Linked DNA regions of Mus musculus: all the other regions are linked to region 5. The links are chromatin contacts, called in public HiCAR-type, HiChIP or PLAC-seq and promoter capture Hi-C maps. All regions are on one chromosome and are shown on one strand. The core of a region is the stretch at or near the end of the contact, and the rest is flanking DNA. Distances in the headings are between cores, read along the strand shown. Region 1 has its middle 58 kb from the start of Cpxm2. Region 2 overlaps Chst15 (carbohydrate sulfotransferase 15). Region 3 overlaps Chst15 (carbohydrate sulfotransferase 15). Region 4 has its middle 79 kb from the start of Cpxm2. Region 5 holds the start of Oat (ornithine aminotransferase). Region 6 overlaps 1500002F19Rik (a long non-coding RNA gene).

Region 1 (3,041 bases), core at 51-2,550, 360 kb before region 5:
GAGCGTGGTCCAGGCTGACCATGGCTGACAGTACCAAGTCTTAGTGTTAGGATCCATTTAGTCCCCACTCTGTCAAACCAACCGGACAGGAGGAGCATCCAAAGAAGGCGCAAGCTACAGAAGATTCCTGTCGACTCTCCCAGCTGGTTCCCAAGAGAGAGGGAGTGAGTTAGGCCTAACTCCATCACCCCCCTCCCCCGCTCTCCACTCGAGAATATGCCCACTGCTCCACTCGAGAATATGCCCACTGCTCCCAGAAAAACACAATATCTCTCTGTTCAACCCTTCTACTGCCCCTGTGCCACGTGCCAGGCCCACAACACCCAACCCTCAGCTGCCCGTGAGCACGCGCCGCTTCCCCAAACTCCACTTCACCTGCTCTGCTTCTTTACAGATGGGAAACAGGTTTCCGTCTACTCATGAGCTCCTAGAGTCCCCGTGTTTTTAAGTTCCCCTTTCACAGCCTATCACAGGAGCCTCCAGACCCTGTCCCTTTCTAGTCTGAAGACATTTCTGGGGTCCCTTTTGGACGAATGATTCGATCAAGGGAGGGAGGGGCCTGTGCCCTGTCCTGTTCCCTCACACTCAGATCAAGGGGTCCTTCAGCTACCCCTACTTCCCTCCCCAGAGGGCCCACGCTCTGGCCTGCCCTCCATATCGTTCTCGGGTCTTAAGAGAGTTTTGCCACTTGCAGAGAACTCGGAACCTAAAACAGGGAGTTTGTCTATCACTAGACAGAATGAAGCCGAGATCAGGGATGAGGGTCAGGAGCCTCTGCAGCAGTTGGGGGACCTAGAGCAAGGATCTCCCTCTCGGGCCTGTTCCTGGTCTGCTAAAGAGGGAGTCAGACTAGAACCTCTCCAGCTTGACAGCCCGGCCATCTTTATGTAATTAATATTTCAGCTGACTAAGGCCATCAGTGGAAAACAGACAGAGCAAGAAGGGTAAAAACAAAAGAGGTTATGTTGGAATTCATACAGTGTGCACACCCAGGCCCTGTCCGCAATAAAGAGTCTCTTAAAATGGGGGCAGACTCAGCCAAGATCTGGTCTCTACCATTGAAGCCAAAGGGAACCTGAGCTCGTCCCGGGGGCTTTGGCTGGAAAGAGCTGGGGTGGGCCTGGTGGGGAGGGCCCTGCACAGAACCTTGAGGCCAAGCCTGGTCAACAGGGATTAGGCTCAACAAAAGAGCCTTGTGCAGTGAGGAGCCCAGCGCCTGGTTTCCTGTGCTTTGGTGACCCACACAGAACAGCATCTGATTGCATCTGGACAAGGTTTCTGTCCTTCCCATCATGCCCTGAGCCTCTCTTGGCTGGCACTCAAACCCTGCCTGTGTCTATGGCCTTTGCCCAGTTTTACCCATTCATGGAGATGTAAGGAAGACTTGGCGGCTCTCAGGAGCTCTCAGAAGCCTGGCATACCTCTGGGGGCTACTGGAATGAGCCCTACTTGTATAGAATTTCAAAGTTTCCTTCCTCTTCAAGAGTCTGGGCTGAAACTCAACCTTAGCATTCAGAGCAACAGCAGAAAACCTCCATCCACTTCCCTCCTCAGCACACAGGCACAAGAGTCTCACAGTCTGGAGTCGAAATCAAGTGCTGGGTATTGAGGCCAGCTGACCTGGGCTTGCTGGCTGGCAAACCAGGCTCAGGCTATTTCTGATTGGTAGTAGGTTAGCAAGCACCATATGCTGCACCCTATGACATCATTGTGTGGTCCACTGGCAAGTGCCAAAGGAAAACATGTCCCACAGTCTCCAAGAACTGCAGGCATCCATGCCTACAGCATCTCTCATAGATTCAGTGCTAAGCTACTTCTAAGCATTTAACAGTGGTTTAGTCTCTTTTATCATTTCCTTTTCTAAAAAAAAATTAGGTGTCTGTGGGCACATATTGCATGCATGCAATATGTGTGCCGAGCATATGGAAGGCTAGACATTGGTGTTGGGTCCCCTGGAGCTGGAGTGAAGCCATTATGAACCACTCCAAACTGGTGACAAGAACTGAAATTGGGCCCTCTGGGTAAGCAGCAAACATTCTTAACTGTTGAGATATTTCTCCAGCCCCTTCCTAACCTATACACATGCCTTTTTGTGGCAGGTTTTCCTGTAGCCCAGGCTGGCTATGTAACCTTGTTACATACACACACACACACACACACACACACACACACACACACACACTCCTTTGTGGCTTTTTAAATCAGAATGTCATCTAACTCAGGATAGCCTAAGATTCAGCAAGCTGCCCAAGCTAGCCTTGAACTTCCCTAGCATGGAGATTACAATCATACTCTACTGTACTCTACTTTAGTCCCATTTTGCAGGTGAGAAAACCAAGTCATAGAGAAGGTTGCTCCTGCATAGGATGGACTGGAGTGGAGAGTGTTGTTGGCAAGAGTTGATTCTGAGACTCACCAGGAGCTACATTTACTGTGGGAACTCAGAATGTCCTCATAAGGGCAGTGGAAGGGAGGCTGGGATCCAGCCCTGTCAGAAGATGCTGGCTTTGAGCCCCCAAGAGACAGATTCCAGTCCCTGGAATAGACTGGCCCTACAGGAAAGCCAAAGCCCAGAATTCCAGAGTTATTTTTTGGTGGGGAGGAAAGCGGCCTGCCCCTAACTGGTGGAGAGTGGGGCCGTGGAGGAGGCCAGCCCCGATTTCCTAGGGGATTTGGGGAAACTGCATGTAGCTGGTGGAGAGGGAGCATCCCAGCACATTCCCAGGCCCAGCCCGCCCCCTGCTGGCCATAAGGGAGAACACAAAACGTCAGCTGCCAGCAAAAGTGATCTACGGTTTCAACTCCAACTCAATTTGAAAGGTTGGGAATTGAGTGTAAATTTGTGTCATTCGTTCCAGCTACTCAGTGAATGGAGACCTTTCCTTTTCTGTCCATTTGCCAATGAAATCGCTGCATGGGAGGAACTAAATGTGTGGAATATTCCAGTCACAGCTTGGGGTAGGAAGATGAGTATCAAGATTCAAGGATAAACAAGCTGGATTTTAGCAGCCCCCTCCCCACTCCTGTGCTTTTGAAGTCCA
Region 2 (3,181 bases), core at 570-3,069, 320 kb before region 5:
GCTAATGGATGAGAACTTCCCCAACCAGAAACAATGATGAAGGATGATCATAGCCGCCCCCCCCCCAAAAAAAAACCATGGAGTCATCTGATGCCTCTGTGGGATGCATCAGGGACCCACCCTTGCTCCCCCTGTCCTGTCTTCACAGAGTGGTTTGCTGAATCCAGTTTCATACAATAGCAGTCTTCAGTGCTCATGCTAGGATGGAGCCACCACAGGGGACAAATCCTTGGCTCTGTGAGACTCAGGTGTGATAGCTACTTACTCATCACGAAGAGGTAAGGAACATAAGGTGGGAGAACCTTCCACCTCATGTGTGCGTGTGTCAGACTCCCCCTCTCACCCACTGACAAAACTCCAGTGAGGCAAGATCTGAGCAGGGCATGGCACAGCACTCAGGTGAGTGAGCAGGGGCCCCAACCTTGCTGAAGCCTGTGCTCACACCTCCACTAGCCATGGACTCAACAAAGCAGATCATAGCTCAACATAGCTTAGCATCAAATGCTCAATCACATTTGGTGAGTGAATGTTATGCATACACATTTAATTAAATAACAGCCCACTCCCCCAGTTCACTGATGAGGAAATAAGACACAGATAGCTTAAGTTTCTTGCCTCAGGTGGCAAAGCCATGACTGGCAGGATCTGGAGGCAAGTTGTCTGGGTATCCAGGAGTGGTCCCTATGGTGCACCATACGCTTGCACATCTATATACACACTCAGTGGTAGAAGTTGCTCCCTGCCTGCATGCCTCCACATATTCTGCAGACTACGGGGACTCAATCAAGTCTACATCTCTATTCAACTGCTTGGCCTCACTGCTACTGTGTGCTCCCAGTGAGCATGGACAATTACAAAGGAGTGGGCACACTTCATTCATCCAACGCCTCCTTCCCTTCCTAGTCCATATGTAGATTAATTACTTACCCAGTCCAGACAGTCACTAAAAAGTCAGTTTATATAAGCAGATGAAGAACACAGTTCTCCAGGCTTCAAGGCCCAAGGGATTAGGGGTCAAAATGGAAGTCTACTTAATTGAGTAGAGCCCTGCTTCCCTGTAGACCCATCATCATGAAATATGGAAAGCAATCTTTCCTGGATGGTCAGTTCTGAGCATCGTGCTATGACAACACAGAATTAAAAACAAAACTGTAGACATATAAAAGCCTTAACAGATGGTACATGGCCCCTCTCCTAATGTCCCTTGAACAGAAGAAGGATGTGACAGGGGTACAGGAGTCGACATCTTCCTTATGAGCCATGCCTCATATAGACTGGGGGAGCGGTGGCGGCCCTGCATGAGGAAGCAATCTCTGCTCACAAACGAGAGAGAGAAGAGTGGGCCATTCCAGAGAAGGATTAAGTGAAGGAATTTCTGCTTGTCTGTTGGTGGCTTCTTTTTAATTAAGTGGACAATTTAGCCTAGGAAACCATTAGCTCTAAATTGCTGCAGTTTCTTACAGAGAGAATTCATGGCAAGCCTCTGCCATTCGAACCTCCCCCCACCCCAAGACTTCTTCATTATTCCTCTATCTCCCCCCAGGGTGGGGGTTGGATTTACTGCTTCTGTCTTTCTCTGGGAACTTAAAAGTCATTAGGATTAGCCTTCTCCAACCCCAGCACAGTTCAACCCCTCTGCCTTCAATCAGTTAACAGAAACAAAGGCTAACCGAAAATCAGAAACTACAAACGGTCCCTCCTCCACCTCAGCTGACTTGTAGAACTAAACGAACCATTTGGACCAATCCAGCTGGCATGGATCAGCCCAGGGAATCTCCCACGTGCAGAAGGCAAAGCCAGGGAACAGCTAAAGTAGGCCAAAGGCCCAGGAGCCAGTTTCACTAATGGGGACATGGGCTCTAGTGTTTGTTTCTCCAAGAGTAGCCTAAACACACACTATTTATCATTCTTTCTGGCTGAGATAGGAAAGGAGCTGAGCTGGCCACTCCAGATAGGCCATGAGCTATGGGTTTCAAAAGTCGAACTTCCCACTGTTGCGTATGTTTGGTAATGTTTAAGAAGCAGCAGAGCTGCGGCCCTCACTAACTCACAGCACGCACGTGACAGCTTCCCGAAGGCGCTGGAGCTGACATCAAGTTGAAGTTACTCTTCTCTGGGCTACAGGGCGGGTACCAGGTTTCCAAGCACCAGGTGGGAAATAAGCACCCAGGAGAGAGGCTAGACCAGGGCATGTGTCTGTGACACACAAAATATGGCAACAGTATTGGAATGGCACACTGGCGACTGATCATAGTTGGTCACTGATGATCAGCTAGCCAACATCTCCCTTGCTGCTTTGATGACATCATTAGCCATTCTGGAAAAGCCTACTGCCCAGGGATTGAGGGACACCTCCAGCTGAGTCAGAAAAGAAAAAGAAAAGAGCAGAGGCCTGTGCTCCAACAGCCCTGCGGAAACCCAGTTCTGCCACAACCATGTGAGTGTGGGACCTAATCCGCCTCCCTCCCAAGCCTTTGGATGAGACCCCAACATTAACAGACACCTTAACCCTGAAGGTGAAAACTCAGTGATGAAGCCAGTGATCTCCAGAGGAATCCCCAGAAACTCTGAGATAGTAAGTAGGCAGTAAGAGTTGTGACACCTTGGAGCAGCTTGTCACATTGCTAGCTACCTAACACTGCATGTCACCCACCTAACACAGGCCTATTAGGCATCCTGCCACCTCCCCCCCACACACACCATGCTCCAGAATTATCACATCGGTCACGGTCACGGTCATGACACAGTCGATATCTCCACCCCTGGACCACTATTGTAGCTTGCCACTCAACAGCTAAGCACCCAGCAGAGCACCTAACATGCAGCCAGGGATCATGAGTGTTTTCACTGATGACATATTTGTGCTAAGCTGAGGACAAGAAAGGATGAAAGTTTTCACCTTTGGTTTCTGGCAGAGGTCATTTGTTCCTTAACAAAAAAAAAAAAAAAAAACAAGCAAAAAGGAAACCAGAGCAGGCCAGTCAGTTCCACCACCAGCCAGGAAGGCAGGTACACCAGGTGCTACTTCCGGCCACAAGTCTGAGCCTCGCTAGCATGGCTGCCCTGATGTTCCAGGGCTCAATTTCCTGGCACTTCTGTCCTCAGAGCTGGAGGTACAGTACCAGGAAAGGATACTATGGGGCTCAATCTTCAACAAGAAGACATACGTCTCTAAATGTGA
Region 3 (2,936 bases), core at 414-2,913, 290 kb before region 5:
CCTAAAGATCAGCTTCTGTCTCCCAGGGGCTCTGCATAAGGAGGAGAGGGAGACTCAACCAAAGAGGAGGAGATGACATGGGCCACTTTCAAGCCTTTTTCTCCAAATCCCTTAGAAGCAGAGGCACTGAGTCTCATGCCATCTCAATTTCCACTTGCATTCGAAGCTGATAGGGGATGCTGGCTGGTCTGGTGCCATGTGTCCTGCACAGAGAAGGAGCCATGGAAAGCAAAACAAGCCTGTGCCAGGTGCTGATTGGAGGAGGAGGAAGAAGAGGCAGTCTGGGTGCACTGACACACCTGAAACCGCAGAAACATAGAAATGAACTTGCAGAGCAGGCAGGTCCAGGAGACTCCCTGTACAATAAGTCCCTCGTCACTCTTGCAGGCGCAGGTAAACAGGCTCGGGTCTATGATGTTAGTTAGCCAGGTTGTAGCAATGCTCTCGAGGCTGAGCACCAAATAGACACTTCCTTGAAAGGCTGTTTCAAAACCTGACAGCCTAAATACCCTACCAGCATGGCAGAGATCTACTGAGCAGGGAAGGGTCTGAGCAGAACTTCCCACATCTCTCAAACCAGACTCAAACCCTGGCTGGTCACCCTTAGGAGCCGTGGCCTCTTTCCGGGCCTTAGCTTGATCATATGGAAGCCATGGCCTGGGGACTGCCCCTTTTGGTTTTAACACTTTCAGACGTAGGATCTGAGATTAATTTCTCTTTAACAAAAACCTACCATCATTGCTTCCTTCTGTCTTTTGCGGCTGCTCAGCATCTAGTTTTCAGCAACTGTTAAAAGCTGGCACAGGCTTTGCTATCTCAGCCTCCAGAGAAGCCAAACAGTCAATCTTAAAGTTTCATTCATCATGGGTTTTCTCCCACTAGAAGCCCACCCTTCCCCCTTCCACCACCATATCTGTCCATTACATGGTATCAGCCCCTTGCACCATACTCAAGCCTGCATTGGGGGGGGGGGGAGCACAAATATGAGGACCACACAGCCCAGAGCTCAGGAGCATCTCGCTAACTCCACAGCAAAGACTCCAGGGACTTCCAGAGACATGATCATCTTGTCATTCCAAAACTGTTCAGCCCCATGACAGGAGCAGTCCTAAAGCACCCACCTGGTGCCAGGCAATCTGTAAAAGACACACCATGGCTTAGGGGCTAGAGACACCCTAACAACAGTAATGATGCCTAGAGCCACAGTCTCCAACAGCAGGGACAGGTGGGTGGGTGGAGCTGTCCATCTGTTCCAGCTCTGACCCAGCCAAACCCAGCCAGATGCCTGTCTCACCAACAGCCGTGACATAACTCAGGTTTGCTCCACAAAGGCATAGTGGGCAAGGGGCTTCAAACATGTTCACATTGCAGTTCTCACCCAGAGATTTCCACGTGCACAAAAGACTCCAAAGGTCTGCGTGACACAACAGACGATTTTCTTTTTCTGAGCCCAGTATGTCTACAGGGGAAACTCTTTTAGAACACTCGTTTTGTTATTTCTGGTGGTAATTCAAATCACCGGGACACAGGCTCTTCCATTCAAGTCTGTCTAGTAACTATCTGCCATCCCACTCAGGTGAAACCTACAGGCTTCAAGCTGTGCTTCAGAGCTGGCCCACCAAAATAGCTCTGGGGAACATAGTGACTGAGGCATGAATTCCCAGGGGAGCATGTAGACCCAGGGTTTTCAGTGTCACCAGAAACAGTGAAAGGAAGAAATGATTACTGGTACAGTGTCAGCCATGTGTGGGAGGCCACATACGACTGTCCTTAATAGTAACCCTCCAAAGTCAATATGCAGAGCCTCAAAGTACATGTGGGAAACTAAGGCACAGAAGGGTTATACACACACTCAGAGTCACGCGGCTAGCCAGTGCTCCCTCGAGCTAGCTTGGTTGTCAGGCTCAGAACACAGGAAGCTTGGTTCCTATAGGCTGCACCTAAGTGGAATGATACAGGAGGTGACTAGACAACCATGGATCTGTTTGGCTGCAAAGCTTGTGACCTTTCACCTATATACCCAAATGAAGCTGCCACCAACAGAGGCTGGCAGAGTAGGGTATCAGCCATTAACTGATTGGTCAAACTGGATTTGAGACTGCTTAGGCAAGGCAGCCAGGCTAGGCCATGAGCTCCACACAAGCCCAGGGCCAGAGATGCTCAGGCCAGGAGAGCATGGACCTCACTCTGGGTGGGTGGTCAGTAAATATCCCCACCTTAGTGACAGAAGAAAATTCCATATGCCCCACTGAGTTCCTAGGAATGCTCCAGGACAAGGCACTTTTGGCTTGGTGACCAGAGTGACCCCAGCGGACACTGACTGTGTCCATACACCAGCCTAGGGTTAATGTGGATGGTTGGGTTTAAATGTCCTGATAATATTAAAGACAAGTATTAGCCCCACTGTACAAGCAGCTCAACTGTGAATTCAATGTCATATACTTCCTGCTCGGTGTGATTTACAGAGACAGGAAAGGATATGGGCCAGGGGAGGGGGGCTGGATATCTAAAGACTCCAGAGTCTGCACTGGGCACCGATCACAACATTGAAATAGCCATGTGACTGCAGACAAACTGAGACCCTCACCCTCTTCTTCTCCAGGTCAACATGAAAGGCTTTGTGTCTCCAAATTGGCCCAAGATCATCAAGACATCAGGTGTCTGAGAACCAGCTACTCTTCCTCTTGTGTGTTTGTGAGGCTTCCTGCAGGTGCAGCCCCAAACCTTACCTGCCAGGGAAAGGGACGTGCTTTCTGACATCATGGCTCCCATGTGGCTGGAGTGCAAAGTCCTTAAGCGGTGGCATTGTGGCCATTGTCCAACGAGTCCCCTAACACAAGCGGGAAATGAAGGAAAGAAGATGTGCCCAGGGAGTGAGTGCCTGTGTAAGAGAAAGTGTATGTATATATGTGAGAGAGGGAGAGAGAGTGTGTGTA
Region 4 (2,851 bases), core at 78-2,577, 340 kb before region 5:
GCTGCCCCAGTAAGGGGTTTCTCTGGTGGAACAGAAGGTTCATTTCATGTCCGTGGCTGTGCCCCACCACAGGGTTGCTATCATGTGCTGCCCAGGAAAGAGTCCTTTCCTCTTCTGGCTGCCCTGAAGACCCTGTATAGGGCACACCCACTTGCAGGTGGCAACTGAGACACATTGTTGCTCCTCTTCAGCCAATATTCCTGTTTGATATGTTACCTGGAAGTCGCCCATCACTGAGGCCATGCATTCCTCCTGGGACAGTAACCTGCAGTTCCAGGGACCCCATGACTGCCCATAGCCAGTCCTTCTGCCTGAGCCATGCTCAGCAGCCAAGGAAGAAAAACAAAGAAGGATGCTGGCCAGACTGGGAGGACCAGGTCCAGGCCCAGGGCCAATGCAATAGGGCAGAGGGCAGGAAGGCAAGGGCAGCCTGGACCATTATATAGATGGATGCCAGTGGGGTTGGAGGTCAGCCTAACAAAAGCTGGGGGCAGGGAGGTTGCAAGCTTGAGGCTCTCTGGGGAACTAAGGATTCTATTTTTGTAATTTTTACAAGAAGTCGTCTCTGCAACACGATGAACTCAACAACAGCCAGGCTTTAGAAACTGAAGCTGCCCAGTGGTTGCAACTGAGAAACTGCCAGAGTAGATTCGTAAGCACTAAAAAGCAAAGGCAACCGTAAGCCCTCAAAAGACACTCCTCATGCAGCCATGTAGTCCTGTCTAGGGTGCACAGCACTCGGCGAGGTGAGTTTCCCGAGGAAAGGTACAAACCAAAGGGCTTGCAGCTGAGACTCCATCCCGCCCGCCCCATCACAGAATACAAGGGCCTTAGCTCAGAGCCTCTGCTGAACTGTTGCTACCTCAGGCACGTTAAGGTCCCCACTGGTAAAGCTACAAGGGACCTGCCACTGGGCACCTGTTACATCTCACTTGCTGGCCTGGCCAGATCCCAGGGCCACTCTCCTGTGGTCAGCTGCATGATGGCCTCTGAAGATGTCAGAGCACAGATGCCAGAACCTATGGATGAATTATTCCCTTAACCCAACAAGAGACACTTTGTGGATGAGCTCTTGAGATGAGGCAGTAACCACAGATTATCCCGGGTAACTCTAAGGGTCCTGATGAGAGGCAGGGTGTGATCAGAGGCCACGTGACCAGGGAAGCAGAGGGAAACAGAGACTAAATATGGCACTCTAGAAAGAAGCCTACAAGCCAAAGTACCTGGCAGCCTCTCAAAGCTGGAAAAGGCCTGGACACAGCTTGCCCTGGGATCACAGGAGATGCAGCCCAGCTCCCACCCTGCCTCAGCCTATAGTGCCTGGTCTGAGACTGCTGCCCTCTGGGACTGTACGATGAGAAATTCACTGTGTTTGAAGTCACCATGAAGACCTTAGCGATCAATGGGACAGGGCTGGGGTCATAGAAGCAAGGCCAGCCTGAAGCCATCACAGAGATAGATGTTAGCAAGGCTGCAGGCCATTCTTCCAAAGGCCTGGACTAAGGGGGTTACTCCTCAGAGCTCTCTGGGATCGCCAGCCATTTCAGATGAAGTGATTTTGTTGCAGCAGTGGCTAAAAGCTCACAGTCCCTGCCCCGCCACGTTCTTTCCCTGGTGCCCCTCAGGGGAGCTGGTTCCAAAGCTCAGGGAAAACCAAACTCCTCAAAGCTCATTTTTCCTGCAAGTCTCCACTAGATTAGCCTCACCCACAGGGCCCAAGGCTCTCCTCAGGATGCAGTCTCCACCCCAACAGAGAAATGCCATTCTGCACAGCACCACCCAGGCTGTTTCCTAGCAGCAAGGGTAGGGGAGAGCTCCAGGCACAGGGAACTCTAGCTTTCAGAAGTATGCCCTGGCCTGTCTGGCTTCTCAAATCCACCACCCGCTATCCTCTCAGACAGCAGCATTCTTGCTGAGGGAAGCCAGCCCCAGGCTGTGCTAAGTCTAGCTCCACACTCAACACATCACAATGAGGAGCAGGGCTTGGGAGAAAGGTGGGACTGACCAAAGGACCACGCTGTGCTCAGCATGATCCAAGCTTCTAAGTGGGAAGTAAGCCCTCTTGCAACTACTCCTCTCCTCAAATTGATGTGTTGACGTCCCAAATGGGTTGAGCCTCTGAGTAAAAAGAGAATTCTTTTTCAAAAGGTTATGAATTAAATGAGACCCTTAATGGTGACATCTTTATAAAAAGGGGAAAAGGAAGCCGGGCGTGGTGGCACACGCCTTTAATCCCAGCACTCGGGAGGCAGAGGCAAGTGGGTTTCTGAGTTTGAAGCCAGCCTGGTCTACAGAGTGAGTTCCAGGACAGCCAGGGCTACACAGAGAAACCCTGTCTCGAAAAACTAAAAAAAAAAAAAAGAAGAAGAAGAAGAAGGAGAAGGAGAAGGAGAGGAAAGGAAAGAGGGAAAGGTATCAGGGACCTGCACAGAGAGATGGTCATGTGAGGGGGGGAGGTCACAGAGCAGGCACAGGGAAGCCACAGAAAGAGGCCATAGAGAAAACAATGCACTGGCCCCCTGAGTTTAGACTGACACATGAGCAGTGACAGTAAGCATGGGTTGTGTGGTGAATGAATGTGAAATGTCCCCATGGGCTCCCATAGTTGAACACTGTTCATGAACACTGAACATGGTTGACCACTGTTGGTGCTGATTAGGAAACCTGTGGAAAGGTGTGTAAGGTGCCCTGAGTTACTTTGTTAAGGTGACCAACAATGACTGGTACACCCTCTCCTTCTCCAAGCTTGCCCATATTTCTTGAGTGCCAGCGGGACCCTGCCTGCCTAGGGATGAGTCACACTCAAGACGCACCAAGGATCTCAAACTCAAATTCTGAAAGCCCATTGTCA
Region 5 (2,854 bases), core at 261-2,760:
GAACCAACTACACCGCACCCTCCACACACCTCCACATCACTACCCATTCATTACTATTTTTAAAAGTATACAGTTTGGGGGCTGGGGAGAAGGCTCGGTGGTTAAGAGCACCGACTGCTCTTCTGAAGGTCCTGAGTTCAAATCCCAGCAACCACATGGGGGCTCACAACCATCCATAATGAAATCTGATGCCCTCTTCTGGAGTGTCTGAAGACAGCTACAGTGTACTTACGTATAATAAATAAATAAATCTAAAAAAAAAAAAAAGTATACAGGTATACAGTTTGGCTCATCCTCAAGAACTCTGCAAAGAGCATAAAATACATATCCATATAACCATAGTAAAAGTAGACCGGAAGGTAAATAGATGAGACAGGAAAAAATACCTTTTAAAATATGTACTAATTAAAGTTTTAGGGGCTGGAAAGATGGCTCAGCAGTTAAGATCACCTACTATGCTTGCAGAAGACCAGAGTTTGGTTCCTAACACCCACATTACATGGCACAACTATCAAGAACTGCTCCAGGGGTATCGAATCCCTCTGGCCTCGGATGGCGCATTCATTCCTGATCACACACATACAATTTAAAGTACAGTTACAAGTTACATAAAATTAATTTACCTACAGACACTAACAAGTTTGATCAAGAAAATTTAGGGTGGAGAAATCAGAGGTTATTCAAGTAGCAAAGCCACTTCATTCCAAAACCACTCCTCCCTTAATATATCTTGACACATCTACAAGGTAAATGTACTCCCGGGCATTGCTGTAGGCCTGAGGCAAGATTTGCTGGCAGCAAGAGCTCCCCACAATTAGACTGGAATTTACTGAGGTTCAACATAGCTTGTCAAAGGCCTAAGGAGGGGGCTCTTCGTGCAGAGAGCCCTGTGGGCCAATCCTTAGCCACCATCTCATCACAGAGTGCACGTCACTTCCTCAATCCTCTTATTTGGTTTAGGACTGAAGAGAAGTGGGGATTGGGGAGGGATGGGTATGATCTGCCACGAGACGTAAAAGCTGCCCAAGGAGCTCGGACTTGGTCCGCATCAGCGCCCCCTCCCGGTGACGCGACCACAAGTTCGCAGTTCTGTCCCCAGGGATCGGGTCCTTCCCTCCTCTTCCCACCCCCACCCCCCACCCACCCCCCGCCAAGCTGCTCGTGGTGCCCCGCGCCCTCAACGCCGCCTTTTCAAAGTCGAGACCTCCAAGGCCCCAGTCCCCTTAGCCGAGTCCCCCGGGGACAGTGAGCCCAAGCCGTGCCCCGCCCGTCCTCACGCCGAGCCCGCCCCACCCCGGGCCTGCGTGGCGCCCTAGACCCGGAGATTCCAGTGTTGCCCCGGCGGAGACTCCAGAACACCGAGTGGGCCCTAGTCGCTCTGGCCCAGCCCCGGCGCGTACGTCGTACCTGACAGCGTCCGCTAAGCGACACTGACTGTACTTCAGCCACGAAGCGCGATGTGGCTGCCCGGCGCGTCAGGTCGTTTAAGACGACGTGTCTGTCCCGCCCCCGCCCGTTCTCTCAGTTCATTGGTTAAGGCGGAGGGCCGCACACCAATCACAAGAGGCTCACTCTCGCCCCACCCACCCGGCCTTGAGCCTCCGGGCGCCAAGTTCTGCTGCCTTCCCCAAGTGCGCAGTCTGCTTTTGTGCCTGTGGCGCTTGAGCTCTGCACTGAACTTGGAGCAGTTCGCTTTCTTTTACCCGAAGGGGAACGGAGGCCCGAAGGAATGGTGGCCTCTCACTGCGTTTCTCTAGCCCAGGGACCTTCCAAAACCTTTCCTGAAAGAGCCTGTTGGGAGCAACATCATATCTTAAATGCTGAAACCACATGACCTTGAACCCTCACGTACCAAAATGACAAAACAGATTACTGATGCTTCTAGTATCATCTCTGCAGCTGTAAAACGCCGCCCGGATGTTATTAACTGTTGTTATAAGTGGTTGGAAATGACAGCTACGCAGTATAGACTTGCCTGCACTCCCTCCACTACCATGGTTAAAACTCAAACCGGAAAAGGATATTGCAGGATAAACACAATCAGAAGGTGCTTAGGTATCATTTTTGTCTATAACGCTCGTTATAAATCAGAAAATATGAAGAGAATAGAAGAGTTATCCAATCCTGTACCAAAAGCTGTAGACCACAGAGGGCCAGTGATTCACTACCTTACACTTCAGGGTCAGGCAGAAAGATTTCACACTCCAGTTTGGAAAGAATGTGTGTGAATAAGAAAGCACAAGGATGGAGGGACTGGCACACCAGGGAGAGCCACTGTCAGTCCACGTATCCAGGGCTAGATGTGGGGTTTCTAGAACCCCAAAGAGAGAGGAGTTTGAGGAAAGACTACTTGGAGGGAGCCAGGAGCCTAAGGAGTCTGTTAAGACTGGTGGTAGTAGTGGTGGTGGTGCACACCTTTAATCCCAGGACTCAGGAGGCAGAGGCAGGTGGATCTCTATGAGTTCTAGGCCAGCCTGGTCTACAGAGAGAGTTCCAGGGCAGCCAGAGGTACAGAGAGAAACCCTGACTTGAGAAAACAAGAGAAAAGACAATCCCCACAAACTAGCCTCCCTAGACACAGAGCAAGATCAGAAAGAGGAGGAAAAGAAAGTGGGATGGGAAAGAGCAGAGGAAATGGTTCAGTAGGTAAAGTGATTGTTGGGCAAGCATAAAGAGACCAGAGTTCAGGTCCCCAGAGCCTACATAAACGCTGAGTGGGCATCGAGACCCATCTGAAATCCCAGCGTTCAGGGAGGTAGAGACAGGACAATTCCTAGAGCTCTGGGTTCAAGTGAGAAACCCAGGCTCAATTAAATATATTTAAATACGTAGGAATCAATCATGGAAGACACCA
Region 6 (3,005 bases), core at 100-2,599, 320 kb after region 5:
TGCTTTTATTTTTGTTTTTTCAAGAGAGGGTTTCTCTGTGTAGCCCTGGCTCTCCTGGAACTGACTATGTCGGAGACCAGGCTGGCCTCCAGCTCACAGAGATCCACCTGCCTCTGCCTCCTGAGTGCTAGGATTAAAGGCGTGCGCCACCTTGCTGAGCAAGAGAGTCTTATTTCATCTACAGAGTAGTTCTGTAAGTTTTCTTCTCTGGGGGATGGATGGCTCAGTGGTTACCAGCTCTTGTTGCTTTTTCAGAGAACCTGAGGTATGTTCCCAGCACCCACGTTTGAGGTTTACAACCGTGTGTGACTCCAGTTCCAGGGGACCTGACGCTCTTTGGCTCACACAGTGAACATATGTACCTTCAGGTACACAAATATACAGATGAAATAAAATGAGTAGGTGCAAACACATATAGACACAAAATAAAATGAATAAATAAATCTTTTTAAAATGTCTTTTTCTCTCCTCCTCCTCCTTCCTTCTTTCTTCTTCTTCTTCCTTCTTCTTTTGAGACAGGGTCTGCTATGAACATCGGGCAGGTCTGGAACTCATGATGATCTCCTGTCTGTCCAGGGGCCCTGCCCCTCTATAAGTACTCTTTGAAGGCCCTGCCTCCTGGATTCTTGGTGCAAAGGCTCTTGGTCTTTACAAGCCAGCCCTCAGAGATCAGCTGTACCTGCCTGTAATGCTTAAAACAGAATTTGGTGTAGTCGTCCAGCAGCTATGGACAAGCTGGGTATACCACAGAGGGGGACTGGAAATGAAAAAGGAAAGGGGAGAGAAGGATGAAGCCAAGGCAAAAGTTTCTGATCAATGCTCAAAGTTTAATATTGAGCACTGTATTTATATAGGGAGAACCCACAGACCCATCCTTTGTTTCAACTGGATTATTTCTGCTTTGTTTCAGTTGGATTATGTTGCAAAGCAAAGTCAGCAGGCAATCTACTCCTGTAGGAAATTGCAGGTGCTGCAAGGCTGAAGACTCCACCTAGGTGGTTAAGGTTCAACTGTAGCAAACATTTAGGGTCTATTTAGCCTGCTCAAGGCTGGGGAAGGGCACAATGTGGGGCTGGTGATCATGCAGCCTGGGAGCTGATGCAGGGCCTCCACTTCTGGCTCTTTTCCTGTGTTTAGCTGCTATGAGGTCATGGGTGCAGCTGCCATGTCAACTCCTGAACATAGTCTTCCCCGAAACTCTTCCCACCTCCAGCTCTTACATCCTTTCTGCCCATCTTCAGAGACTCCCTGTATCAGGTGATATAGATGTCATGTGCCATTTAGGGCTGAGCACTCAACAGGCACCTATTCTTAGACCAGCAATGAGTTTCCACATTAAAGGTGTCAACAAAGCAAAGCCTCTTTCTATGACAAGTCCCATCACATGACCCTGAGCAGTTGGTTTAAGCAACTTCTGTGTCCAAAGAGAGACCTGTGACTCTTGTATCCCTATACTAGAGAGAGGAATGGGACAATGGCATCAGCAGTGGCTGAGTGAAACAAACCGGTTGTGCAGGCTGCCTTGCTACCCACCCCTGCCACAAAAGATAATAGGCAGGGAAGTGGGACTGGGAGGCAGTGGTGCTGTGGCTGAGGGAGGGGGTGTGGCCAGTACCTTACAACCCTAAGGAGTTGGGGTGCTTGCCAGAGGGGAGACTGGCAGCCCATCCTCATGCTGCTCTGAAGAGCTCCCCAACAGAGCCACTAGAGATAAACTTGGCAAAGCTCTTAGGCAAGTGAGAGAAGGCTGAATGTCATTTCTGAAGGAGTGTGAGGGTGACACAGCAGCTGAGGGTATGAGGTGAGGTCAGCCAGATGGTGAGTCACCTGCATCAGGGCTGTGTGATGCTAGAAGTCAGCTTTGGAGGGATAGCTGGGCCCTTACCACCTCCCCCCCCCCCAAGTCCCCAGTTTCAATGTACACTGAAGGAGACAGCAGTTACAAATCTGCCATCACAGAGGACAGTGAGAACAGTGTGAAAAGGAGGAGCCAAGTAGAAATATACTTGTGGTGCTGTTGTTTGGTAGCTTGTGCTGGTTTGGGTTTTGTGAGATAGGGTCTTTAGGTAAGCCAGCCTGGCTTAGAACTTAACGTTCACCTGCCTCTGCCTCTTGCTCTCTGGGACTACCGCTTTGTGCCACCACACTCTGTTTCCTTTTGCTCTTCTACTGACCCTTCCTCTTCCCTGTTCTAAAGTGAGAGTCGCTGCAGGTGGGGATGGAGATGGGTTGTGGGGGACAGAGAAAATGGATCTCAACTCCTTCAGCTCTGCTTGGGGGAAGCTTCAAATTGGCATAGCATTATGGTTTACCTTGAACCGCGCTCTTCGCTACTTAAAATGAGGGCTGTTGCTCAACGCTGTCGGTGGGATGTGCTAAGTGTCATCTGGGAGGGGAGAATTAGCAGAGGAGCTCTGCACGGAGGGTGGAAGGCCTGTGACTTGCTACAAGGTTGAGAATGTTAAGAGGGCTCAGGGTGTGGCTCAGTTGGTAGAGTCCTTGGTTAGTATGCACAGCCCTCCAGGTGTGATACCCAGCACATGGTGACCTGTAACTTCATCCAGCACACAGAAGGTAGAGGTAGAGTTCTATATTGGCTAATAGCAAATGTAATAGTACCTAGACTACAAGAGCATAGCTGCAAAAGAAAAAAAAAAGAGTAGGGAAAAAAAGGGCTGAGTGGTGGTATAAACTTTTAATCCCAGCAGAGGCAGGTGAATTTCAGTGCGTTTAAGGCCAGCCTGGTCTACAGAGCAAGTTCCAGGACAGCCAGGGTACACAGAGAAACCCTGTCTCAAAAACCAACCAACAAACAAAAAAACAAAAACAAAAAAAGAAAAGAAAAAAAAACCCACATTGCTGTGTACGAAGATGTGCATAATCGCAATCCCAACATTTTCGAGGTGGAGATGGTGTGGAAGTTTGCATGACAAATGTTCCCCATAGTTTCAGGCATGTGAATAATTGGTCCCTAAGTATGTTGCTAGGGCTGGGCTCCTAGAGTC

What was found. Promoter capture Hi-C pulls out the DNA fragments that hold promoters and counts their contacts. HiCAR-type assays count read pairs that join an accessible place to other places. HiChIP or PLAC-seq counts read pairs in DNA pulled down with a chosen protein or histone mark.
Region 1: a contact with region 5 is called in an H3K4me3 HiChIP or PLAC-seq map of forebrain, with 7 times the contacts expected there. The contact joins the enhancer-like site here to the promoter of Oat in region 5. A contact is called at or near these places in 23 of 39 promoter capture datasets (the 3T3-L1 cell line, 3T3-L1-derived adipocytes, the C10 cell line and 15 more), 2 of 15 datasets of contacts at CTCF or cohesin (the NIH/3T3 cell line and large pre-B cells), 5 of 484 Hi-C or Micro-C datasets (the C10 cell line, the G1E-ER4 cell line, bone marrow-derived macrophages and 2 more), 18 of 115 datasets of contacts at active chromatin or transcription factors (the NIH/3T3 cell line, astrocytes, differentiating embryonic stem cells and 13 more) and 3 of 9 other capture datasets (adipose tissue, liver and macrophages).
Region 2: a contact with region 5 is called in a HiCAR-type map of fibro-adipogenic progenitors, with 4 times the contacts expected there. The contact joins the enhancer-like site here to the promoter of Oat in region 5. A contact is called at or near these places in 2 of 39 promoter capture datasets (the C10 cell line and the HPC-7 cell line), 1 of 484 Hi-C or Micro-C datasets (hematopoietic stem and progenitor cells), 13 of 115 datasets of contacts at active chromatin or transcription factors (embryonic basal ganglia, embryonic forebrain, embryonic hindbrain and 10 more) and 1 of 9 other capture datasets (pancreatic islet).
Region 3: a promoter capture Hi-C map of pre-B cells shows a contact between it and region 5, with 2.6 times the contacts expected there. The contact joins the enhancer-like site here to the promoter of Oat in region 5. A contact is called at or near these places in 3 of 39 promoter capture datasets (the HPC-7 cell line, hippocampal neurons and pre-B cells) and 4 of 115 datasets of contacts at active chromatin or transcription factors (embryonic basal ganglia, extraembryonic endoderm stem cells, fetal liver and 1 more).
Region 4: a promoter capture Hi-C map of 3T3-L1-derived adipocytes shows a contact between it and region 5, with 6 times the contacts expected there. The contact joins the enhancer-like site here to the promoter of Oat in region 5. A contact is called at or near these places in 24 of 39 promoter capture datasets (the 3T3-L1 cell line, 3T3-L1-derived adipocytes, the C10 cell line and 15 more), 1 of 15 datasets of contacts at CTCF or cohesin (large pre-B cells), 6 of 484 Hi-C or Micro-C datasets (the C10 cell line, the G1E-ER4 cell line, bone marrow-derived macrophages and 3 more), 20 of 115 datasets of contacts at active chromatin or transcription factors (the NIH/3T3 cell line, astrocytes, differentiating embryonic stem cells and 14 more) and 3 of 9 other capture datasets (adipose tissue, liver and macrophages).
Region 6: a promoter capture Hi-C map of stem cell-derived epiblast-like cells shows a contact between it and region 5, with 4 times the contacts expected there. The contact joins the enhancer-like site here to the promoter of Oat in region 5. A contact is called at or near these places in 9 of 39 promoter capture datasets (the C10 cell line, the HPC-7 cell line, embryonic stem cells and 5 more), 2 of 15 datasets of contacts at CTCF or cohesin (embryonic stem cells and large pre-B cells), 8 of 484 Hi-C or Micro-C datasets (B cells, the G1E-ER4 cell line, the HPC-7 cell line and 4 more), 11 of 115 datasets of contacts at active chromatin or transcription factors (the 230-238 cell line, the SCID.adh cell line, bone marrow-derived macrophages and 3 more) and 3 of 9 other capture datasets (adipose tissue, embryonic stem cells and liver).

The regions. Positions count from the first base shown.
Region 1 is chr7:132,210,946-132,213,986 of GRCm38.p6, forward strand. No RefSeq gene overlaps it. Among named protein-coding and RNA genes, the nearest start is that of Cpxm2, 58 kb to the left of the region's middle. Within about 2 kb of position 1,301, at least 33 of the 459 cell types and tissues checked have an H3K27ac peak or open chromatin away from gene starts, as enhancers often do. A contact at or near this core is called in astrocytes, forebrain and neural progenitor cells, where this site is marked.
Region 2 is chr7:132,257,177-132,260,357 of GRCm38.p6, forward strand. The region is part of intron 5 of Chst15 (carbohydrate sulfotransferase 15); the gene reads right to left. Among named protein-coding and RNA genes, the nearest start is that of Gm10584, 57 kb to the right of the region's middle. Within about 2 kb of position 1,820, at least 26 of the 459 cell types and tissues checked have an H3K27ac peak or open chromatin away from gene starts, as enhancers often do. A contact at or near this core is called in fibro-adipogenic progenitors, where this site is marked.
Region 3 is chr7:132,280,713-132,283,648 of GRCm38.p6, forward strand. The region is part of intron 1 of Chst15 (carbohydrate sulfotransferase 15); the gene reads right to left. Among named protein-coding and RNA genes, the nearest start is that of Gm10584, 33 kb to the right of the region's middle. Within about 2 kb of position 1,664, at least 31 of the 459 cell types and tissues checked have an H3K27ac peak or open chromatin away from gene starts, as enhancers often do.
Region 4 is chr7:132,232,699-132,235,549 of GRCm38.p6, forward strand. No RefSeq gene overlaps it. Among named protein-coding and RNA genes, the nearest start is that of Cpxm2, 79 kb to the left of the region's middle. Within about 2 kb of position 1,328, at least 26 of the 459 cell types and tissues checked have an H3K27ac peak or open chromatin away from gene starts, as enhancers often do. A contact at or near this core is called in 3T3-L1-derived adipocytes and adipose tissue, where this site is marked.
Region 5 is chr7:132,574,888-132,577,741 of GRCm38.p6, forward strand. Oat (ornithine aminotransferase) reads right to left here and starts at 1,511. Exons shown (of 10, transcript NM_016978.2): 1 at 1,408-1,511.
Region 6 is chr7:132,899,677-132,902,681 of GRCm38.p6, forward strand. The region is part of intron 1 of 1500002F19Rik (a long non-coding RNA gene); the gene reads right to left. It overlaps Gm46003 (a long non-coding RNA gene), which reads left to right. Exons shown (of 2, transcript XR_001778301.2): 2 at 1-2,646. Among named protein-coding and RNA genes, the nearest start is that of Gm46003, 4.3 kb to the left of the region's middle. Within about 2 kb of position 1,350, at least 16 of the 459 cell types and tissues checked have an H3K27ac peak or open chromatin away from gene starts, as enhancers often do.